Linked DNA regions of Mus musculus: regions 1 and 3 are each linked to region 2. A link is a contact called in public HiChIP or PLAC-seq and promoter capture Hi-C data. All regions are on one chromosome and are shown on one strand. Each heading gives the region's core, a stretch centred on a gene start, on an enhancer-like site or on the middle of the called end of the contact. The rest is flanking DNA. Distances are from core to core; before and after follow the strand shown.

What was found. Promoter capture Hi-C pulls out the DNA fragments that hold promoters and counts their contacts. HiChIP or PLAC-seq counts read pairs in DNA pulled down with a chosen protein or histone mark.
Region 1: a promoter capture Hi-C map of embryonic stem cells shows a contact between it and region 2, with 2.4 times the contacts expected there. The contact joins the promoter of AV039307 here to the promoter of Pla2g4f in region 2. A contact is called at or near these places in 2 of 39 promoter capture datasets (embryonic stem cells and liver) and 1 of 9 other capture datasets (embryonic stem cells).
Region 3: an H3K4me3 HiChIP or PLAC-seq map of bone marrow-derived macrophages shows a contact between it and region 2, with 4 times the contacts expected there. The contact joins the promoter of Tmem62 here to the promoter of Pla2g4f in region 2. A contact is called at or near these places in 2 of 115 datasets of contacts at active chromatin or transcription factors (bone marrow-derived macrophages and embryonic stem cells).

Annotation. Positions count from the first base shown.
Region 1 is chr2:120,849,350-120,852,049 of GRCm38.p6, forward strand. It overlaps AV039307 (expressed sequence AV039307), which reads left to right and starts at 1,307. Exons shown (of 4, transcript NR_038350.1): 1 at 1,307-1,416. Ttbk2 (tau tubulin kinase 2) reads right to left here and starts at 1,069. Exons shown (of 16, transcript NM_001024856.2): 1 at 707-1,069.
Region 2 is chr2:120,312,770-120,315,469 of GRCm38.p6, forward strand. Pla2g4f (phospholipase A2, group IVF) reads right to left here and starts at 1,396. Exons shown (of 20, transcript NM_001363073.1): 1 at 1,177-1,396; 2 at 278-350. The coding sequence starts at 1,287.
Region 3 is chr2:120,975,744-120,978,443 of GRCm38.p6, forward strand. Tmem62 (transmembrane protein 62) reads left to right here and starts at 1,319. Exons shown (of 14, transcript NM_175285.3): 1 at 1,319-1,735; 2 at 1,956-2,067. The coding sequence starts at 1,556.

The DNA.
Region 1 (2,700 bases), core at 57-2,556, 540 kb after region 2:
TAAAGGACAGCTTCCAAAGCTAGGGGAGAGAAGCCTATCAACTTTAATCCAAAGCAAAGTACAACTCAATGTCATTTTTACCTCTAAGGCAGCGCCACAACTGAAACAAAATGAACTTCATTTAAGGATCAGGTATCCTAGCATCCCCATGATTATTTACTTCTCTGACTCGACAGTGCGTATATGTAGGCTCTTTTGTCCCTCTTTTGGCATCCCCGCGTATCAACAGCATCATCTTTGTCAAAGCAAATCCCTCTGGTCATTACTTCAATACTACAAAGTCCCGGCCTTCCTTGTTACCACACAAATGAGATTCGGTAGTCCCGTCACTCTTCCATTACAGTGGGAAAAGCAAGATAGAATGAAACGCTCATAATTTCAAAAGACTCCTCTCTGCTCGGTCCTGGTAGCCAGAAGAGTCATGAGTACAAGTGATATATGGGTCACCCACAGAAACAGACGAAGCAGCTTCATGAACCTCCAAGTTCAGGGAAGGCACCCAAAGCCTCCGGGGAAATGGGGCAGAACCAGAAAGATCTGTGGGATGAGGATCAATTTGGGTCTGGCGTCGCCTCAGGGCGTGGGCATAAGAAACCCAGGGGTCTCGGGCAGTCTCCCCTCCACGCCTCGGTTGAGCTGAACGAGGGATGAGGCGGGCGCAGGGAAGCTTCTTGGAGACGCCCTGGGGCTCGGGGGTGTGTCCTACCTGGGCCGCGGCGGACGCAGGATCTCTGACGGAGGACGAGGGTCTAGCTCAGGGTCCGCACCGGCAGGAGTCACCGCTCAGCAGGCGGGCCCGCCACCGCCTGCCCATCCCCCGCCGCCCACTGCGGCGGGACCGGAGCGCGGCTTAGACGGCCGGCGGTCCCTTCGGATGCCGTCCGCGTCTAAAGGCGGCGGCAGCGGCTGCGGGTATTGCTGCGGATTGTCCCGGGCCGCTGCTCTCGTGCCAGCCCCTGCTCCTCCTCCTCCTCCTGCCGCCGCCGCCTCCTCGTCCCTACCGCTCCCATCGCCGCTGCGGCGACTACTGCAGCGCCCGCTGACCCGGCCCGACGTTACTCTCCCCCCCGCAAGCCGCACAGCCTAGCCCACCCGCCCTGCCAGCGCGCACCGCCCACCTCTCCGCCGCGGGTGCTGATTGGAGAGCACGTTCCCAGCCTGTGGCGTCGGTTGGCTAGTCCCATTGCCTATCAGGAAGGGGGCGGAGAATTGGGCCGAGAGTGTCTCCGCCCCCCACCGGAGAATTGCCGCTATCTTCAGGTTTGCCTGAGAGGGCGAGTTACCGGGAAAGGAGCATCACAATGACAGTGCGCGTGTGCTTGGGAATTCTGGGACTCGTAGTTCCAGCCTCCGCTGCAACGGCCGGCCTGTCCTGAGGAGAGATGTAAGGCGCAGTGCTTCTGAGAGCCGACTTCAGTAGGTGTTCTCCTAGCTCAGCGTGCTTATGGCCACAGAGTTGGGCCCTTTGGAAGAAAATTGGTAATGCTTTGTCACTGAGGCGGTCGCGTCGAGAATCGTGAGGCCGGGTCATTGCTTAAGGTCTACTCGCCTGCTCAGACCTAGAGCTGCCAGGATCTGGGAAATGGGCGCTGTCCCCTAACCTAAGCTGCTAACTAGGGCCGGGAAACCCGAAGGTATTGGGAGAAAAGAAAGGAGTTACAAAGATGTCAGCCTGGCGAGGGAGTGCCCATTCACAACCCACGAAAAAAGATTTCATTGGCTTTTTGATAAAGACAATGAACAACTTTCATGTGGACCAGTCTGGGACTCTAAGCTTGGAGTTTGCAGGAGTGGCTCAAGACACACAAAGACTAACTATGAAGGGTGGGACACCGAGGCTGTATGGGAGACGTATTTCATGTTGAATGTGCCAAGCTCTTTGGTGAAAAAAAACAAAACAAAACCTAAGAGTAAGTCCCTCTTCTTTCTTTACTATCCATTATATAGACATTAAAAATTAAGAATAAACTTTACCAAGATCACAAAACTGATGTCAAAACCAAACTGCGGACCTATTCCATATTGTATGCCCAACGTTCTTTTTTCCTTAACAATTGCAATGACTGCCACGAGTTTGCCAGGAACAGAGAGGATGCAATGGTATGAATTGTAAAGGTTCACTTTTTGTTTTTGTTTTTGTTTTTGTTTTTGTTTTTCGAGACAAGGTTTCTCTGTATATCCCTGGCTGTCCTGGAACTCACTCTGTAGACCAGGCTGGCCTCGAACTCAGAAATCTGCCTGCCTCTGCTTCCCGAGTGCTGGGATTAAAGGCGTGCGCCACCACACCCGGCTCAAAGGTTCACTTTTACTTTCAAATATTTTCTTAGGTGACAAAAGTGTTCTTACTGTTAAGGAACTACCATCCTCTTTATATTCCTTTACAAGCAGGAGACATCCTTACTGCCTGTCATGTGCAGACTCTTGGACAGAAACCAAAACAAAAGACAACTGATGGTGAGGTCATCTTGTTCTATTCAAACATGAAGGCGTTGCCAGATTGTTTTGTTTCTATTGATGAAAGTTGGAAAATGCTTTTTTCCCCCATTATTCAATACAGACATGTGCTACAAAAACAGGTAGAATTTAAAAATTAGGTTAAGATACAAATGGGTTTCATTGTGGAATCTTCATTGTTTTCTTTTAAAGATAGGCTGTAGCCCCCATGAAGCCCTGAATAGCCTCAGTTTTTTGATCTTCCTG
Region 2 (2,700 bases), core at 146-2,645:
CCTCAGAAAGCCTCCTAGAGTCAGGAGGAGGCTGAAGTCTGCCCAACTCACCCCTCCAGTGTGCCTGCATGCCTCTATACCCCACACCACACCAAGGTACCCTCCCTCCAATGATTAACACCACCCTACCACCCTACTCCAAGAGAGCACACACACACACACACACACACACACACACACACACACACACACACACACACAGACACAGAGAGAGAGAGAGAGAGAGAGAGAGAGAGAGAGAGAGAGAGAGAGAGAGAGCAAAGCAAGGATTACTCACACTTATCTGTGTGCTGGATGTTTCTGGCCCTCAGCACCTTCACTTGAAGGTCGTAGTATGGGTGGGTTTCCTGCTGAAACAACAGAACCCTAGGAACTCAGTTCCAGGAAGCTAGGGTTGGCCTGATCTCCTCTCTCAAGTGTTTTCTGGCTTGAGTTTCTACTCTGTCTTACCATAGAACTTGCCTGGCCCAGGTCACTAATGCTCCTATGCCAGGAGCTCTGGGAAGCTTTTGCAAGGCGCAGGGTGCTGGGTGGTCAGGATTGGTGAGGGGCCTGGAATCTGGGGACCAGCTCAACTCTTAGTGTTCCCATGAGCAGCTAAGCTAGGTACGCTTTATAATGGTCAGCCTGCAGCTGCCCTCTAGACGTGACCTGGGCACTAGGATAATGTATTTAAGAAGGTCAAACACTAAAAGAGAAAGCCAGAACCCACTGCACCCACCAGCTTCCATGCAGGGGCTGAAAGACCAACCAGAGGCAGGAATGGGCAAGGGGAGGGGAAGCCAAGTCTCCTAGCTTGTTCTGGTCTGATAAGTCACTAGATTGAAGACTGAGCTCAAAACAAAACAAAACAAAAATGATGATGCCAGATTGCAGCCTTCTGGGTGTTAATCTACCCCCTGAAAACCCAACAAACCCTTCTCCCTTCTCTCCACAATGGTTATACAGCTAGACTAGTGCATTCCTGGCAAACCAACCACAGGCAATGGTCTCAGGCCGCCATCATTTCTTTTTGGAGGCCTTGGCCTGTCTCTCTAGTTTGAGCTTTTCCAGGTTGTCTGTGGTATGTTCCACCCTAAATCAAACCCCAGTGCAATGGCTGGCTTAGTCCCCACGGGGTGCCAGCCATCTCCCAGGACTCCAGCCAGCTTTTCCCAAGTGAGATCAGTACATTACCCGCCTATGCTTCCATTGTGGTTCGCTCTTTTCTGTCTTCCGTAGCAGTATGGCTCCAAGAAGGGGAAGTCCCTTGCCTGCCAGCCACTTTGGCTGGAGAGTCCAGGGCATGGCCAGCAGTAGCAGCTCAGGTCCCAGTAGGGAGCTTGCCTGTTTCCCAGAGCCACCCTTTCTCTGGCTATATTCACTGTCGCTCAGGTCTGACAAGTAGCACAGGAGTGGGAAGGGTGGAGCCACTGCTAGGCTGAGGCACCGGGGCTGGAGGAGGGGTTTGAAGTGCTCCAGGAGGGGTTTGAAGTGCTCCAGGAAATGAGTGGAGCCTGCTTTCCCTAGGCAATAGGCAAGTTGCTCCCTTTCCAAGAGACTCTTGGGGTCCTGCTTAGCTCTCTGGTCTCCAACTCAGGCCCTGCTTAGCTGAACTAGTTGTGAAAAACAGACACCACTCCCATCCCTTGCCATGTATGGGTAGGGCAAGAGCCCAGATATTCTTGTTTCCAACTAGTCTGCCATTAGCAGAAGTCAGGAGGTACTATAATCAGGGCTAACCTCATCTAGCTGCCAGAAAGCCCCACACCATCTCTCCTTCAAGTCCCACTTTCTCCACAGCTCTTAAGCAGAAACAGAAATCTCTGGCTCGGGTTTTTATGGGGAATCACTGACATTTATTGTCTCTTTTGGCCTCCCTCAGTTATTTCCTTAACACAAAGGTCATGGTATGTCTGTACCAAAGCCACCCACACCCTGAAAAGATTCATTTCATGACTCCTTTCCTGGGTTGGTAGAAGTGCCTGGTGCTTCAGGCATAGAGGCGGGGGCATGGCCAGGTATTGTAAATAAGGACAGAAGAGAGGCAGGCCTCTCTATCCTTAAACTGCCAGAGATAAAGGCTTTAAAGTGTCCATGACCATTTTGAGGCTCCGGCTGCAACCGCATGTCATGTCCTTTCCTGTGGACCACAGTCATCTAGGTGGCGAGGCAGGGACAGTGGCTAGCAAAAGTTCCTAGGAGACTCTTTTCATCTCTTTAACCATAACCCTTTCATATAGCTAAGGGTAGTGGTACACAGAACCCCAGGACAGGCAGGAGGCTCACTTGAACTCAGCATCGTGAGACCAGTTTAAGGTACCAGATAAGACCCCCATCTCGACCAGGTAATCTCTACTGCCTTCCCTCCCTCACACATCCACAGCTGGAGGCTGCAATGACATCCACAAAGGTGAATTAACTCCCAAACGAACAGGCCATGCTCAGACCAGAAATTCCAGAACCAGAGGTGACGTAACTGTGGTGACCTGCTTCACCTCAGATAGATTGTAAAAGAGATCTGACTCAGAGATGGCTAAGCCCAGCCCCCTTGCTGAACATGGATAGTTCAGCACCTGGATCCCAGGCTGAAGCTGGGGCTTTGGGTAAGGAGGGGCAGAGTTCTAGCTGGCTGAGTGCTTTTGGGCTTAAACCATATTCTCTGCTCGGAAGCCATCTCCCCATGCCTCAACAGACATGCCTCAACTCAAGTTCTGGATG
Region 3 (2,700 bases), core at 69-2,568, 660 kb after region 2:
TGCTGAATTAAAGGCTTGAGCCACTAAGCTTGGCTTATTTTAAAGGTTTGTATTGTGAATTGTTTCTAGTATCTTTATTTTCCTTTTACAGTTAAATTTTTTTAACATTTTATTTTTAAGGGCTGAAGAAGTGCCTCAGTGGTTAAGAGTACTTGTGGCTCTTACAGAGGATTGAGATTCCGCTCTCAGCACTTACATAGTCCTTCACAACAGTCTGCAACTCCAGTGCGAAGGGATTCAGTGCCCTCTTCTGTCCTCCATGGGCAATTCACACACATGGTACACAGACATACATGCAGGCAAGATACTCATACCCATATGATAACAATAAAGATTCTAAAAAATATTTTGTAGGGGCTGGAGAGATGGCTCAGCAGTTAAGAGCCCTGACTGCCCTTCCAGAGATCCTGAGTTCAATTCCCATAACCACATGGTGGCTCACAACCATCTGTAATGGGATCGGATGCCCTCTTCTGGTGAGTCTGAAGAGGGTGACTGTGTACTCACATACATAAAATCAACATGTAAATCTTTTTAAAAATTGTAATTAATTTTTTGGGGGGATAGGGTCTCTCTACATAGTCCCAGCTGTCCTGAAACTCATTATGTAGACCAAGCTGGCCTCGAACTCACAGAAATCTTCCTGCGTTTGTTTCCCAAATGCTGGCATTAAAAGTGTGTGCCATCACACCCACCTAAAAATATTTTATTTTTGTACTAATTATATGTGTGTCTGAAAGTGGGTTTATGCAACCCAGTGCATTCTCTATAGAGAACAGAAGGGGGCGTTGTATTCCCTGGCGCTTGTGGTCAGAAGCCTTCTAATGTAGGTGCTGGGAACCACACTGGAAATGCTCCCTTATGTTTTCTGTTTGCATCAATGGCTTATTACAGTCCAGAGATGTTGAACTGATTGAAAAATTACAACACTGACAATATATCCCAAGGAAATATTGTTTAAAGCACGATTTGTATAAAAATGTTTATTCTTAATAGCAACACATATTAAAGAGTTGAAAGCCAACAATAAAGAAGTAGGTTTGATAAATTAAGGCCACGACTAGACTCTAATTCTGCTTCAGGCAATAGAAAAAGTTAATTTACAAGTATACTACAGTGCCACAATACCATAACAAGTACATATAAAATCAGATTAAGGAAAAAGATAATTTCCACAAGATAAGGAATCCTGTGGGGTTATGTTATTCGTGAAGGAGCCAGAGTGAGCCGCCCGTCGCATTTGTACTTTAAGAGGCGTCCTGATACTCACTTTGATTCTCACAAGCACCCCGCACGCACGCAAGGTGTCATTAACTTCGCTTTACAGGTGCTGAGGTCGCACCACGGTCAGGGATGCCAGACCCTGGTGGAGCCAGGTGGCGAGCTGCCTCCCTGCCACCCCCTCGCTTGGCTCTTCCTGGTCCTCACTAGGTTGTCAAACGCCGGGCAACCGGGCTGCCGCGGCGCGGAGGCCTGGGCTGAGGCGAGTTGCGGAGGCGGCGGGAGGCCACAGAGGCCGGAAGTGCGGGCCGGAGCGCTCCGGGGCTGCGCCGAGATGGCGAGAATGCTGGCGGTCCGGGTGGTGGCAGGGCTGGCGGCGGCCGCGGTGGCCGCCCTGCTGTTGGAGCACTACGGCCTGGCTGGGCCGACTACGCCGCTGCCGAAGCCCAGAGGCTCCCAGAGGCCGCACCCCGCCCCGGGCTCGGAAGCCAACAACATCTTCTGGGGGCTGCAGGTGAAGTGGCGGGAGGCCAGGGGAGGGCACAGCGCGGGGCGGGCTCGCCCAGCAGGGGGCCTCGGTCGCAGTCCGCCGGGAGGCTCGGCTCTCCTTCCCCGGGGTTCGTTAGGGCATCTTTTTCTTTCCCTTCCGCTCCCCGAGAGCTGACGGGCCACCCGTGTCGGTGCGGCTCTTCCTGACTCAGATAACGTGTCTGTCCAATGCCTGCTTTTGACAGATATCCGACATTCACCTGAGCAGATTTCAAGATCCAGGCAGAGCGCTGGCCTTAGAGAAGTTCTGTTCGGAAACTATTGACATCATTCAACCGGCTCTTGTCCTGGCCACTGGTAGGAAGGATTCCTGTGCTGTGTGCGGTGCGGTGGTGGTGTTCTATGGTCCTGATGGTAGAATGGGCAGCAGCTATTCGCTTGAGGGTGTTGGCAACTCTGGCCCTAGACCGTCAGTGAGCCCTTTGAAGTGGTGGATAATGGAGTCAGGATCCAGGCTAAATGCTTTGCCATCTCAAGGTTTTTCTCAGTAGGAATAAGGCTTGTGATGCTTACGACCAGATGTTGTCTGCCATATTTGTGTTGTGTGTGTGTGTGTTTATGTGTGGGTGTGTGCGCACGTGCGCGTGTATTGATGGTGATGATGTCCTGATGAATTTGAATATTAGGGGGTGCCCTATAACCGGGAATCAAAAGCTCTCCTTTGCTGACTTATATTTTTCTGTACAAGGAGGTTATGTTTTCAGTTGTTTGAGGACTCTTCAAACCTGTGCACGTGTGAGCCCAAAGGTTGGGTAGGAAAAGCTCCAAAGAGTTGTGTTCTGTGTTCTGTTTTTTGGGTGGCTCGGCTGTCACTCACCCTTCTGAAACATGTCTCTTACTAAGATGAAGTATCTGTCCTCAGATAATGAATAAGTCCCTGCTTCAGGTGTTCTGTTTACTTCCTAGAAACTTTAGCATTTCATTGGTCAA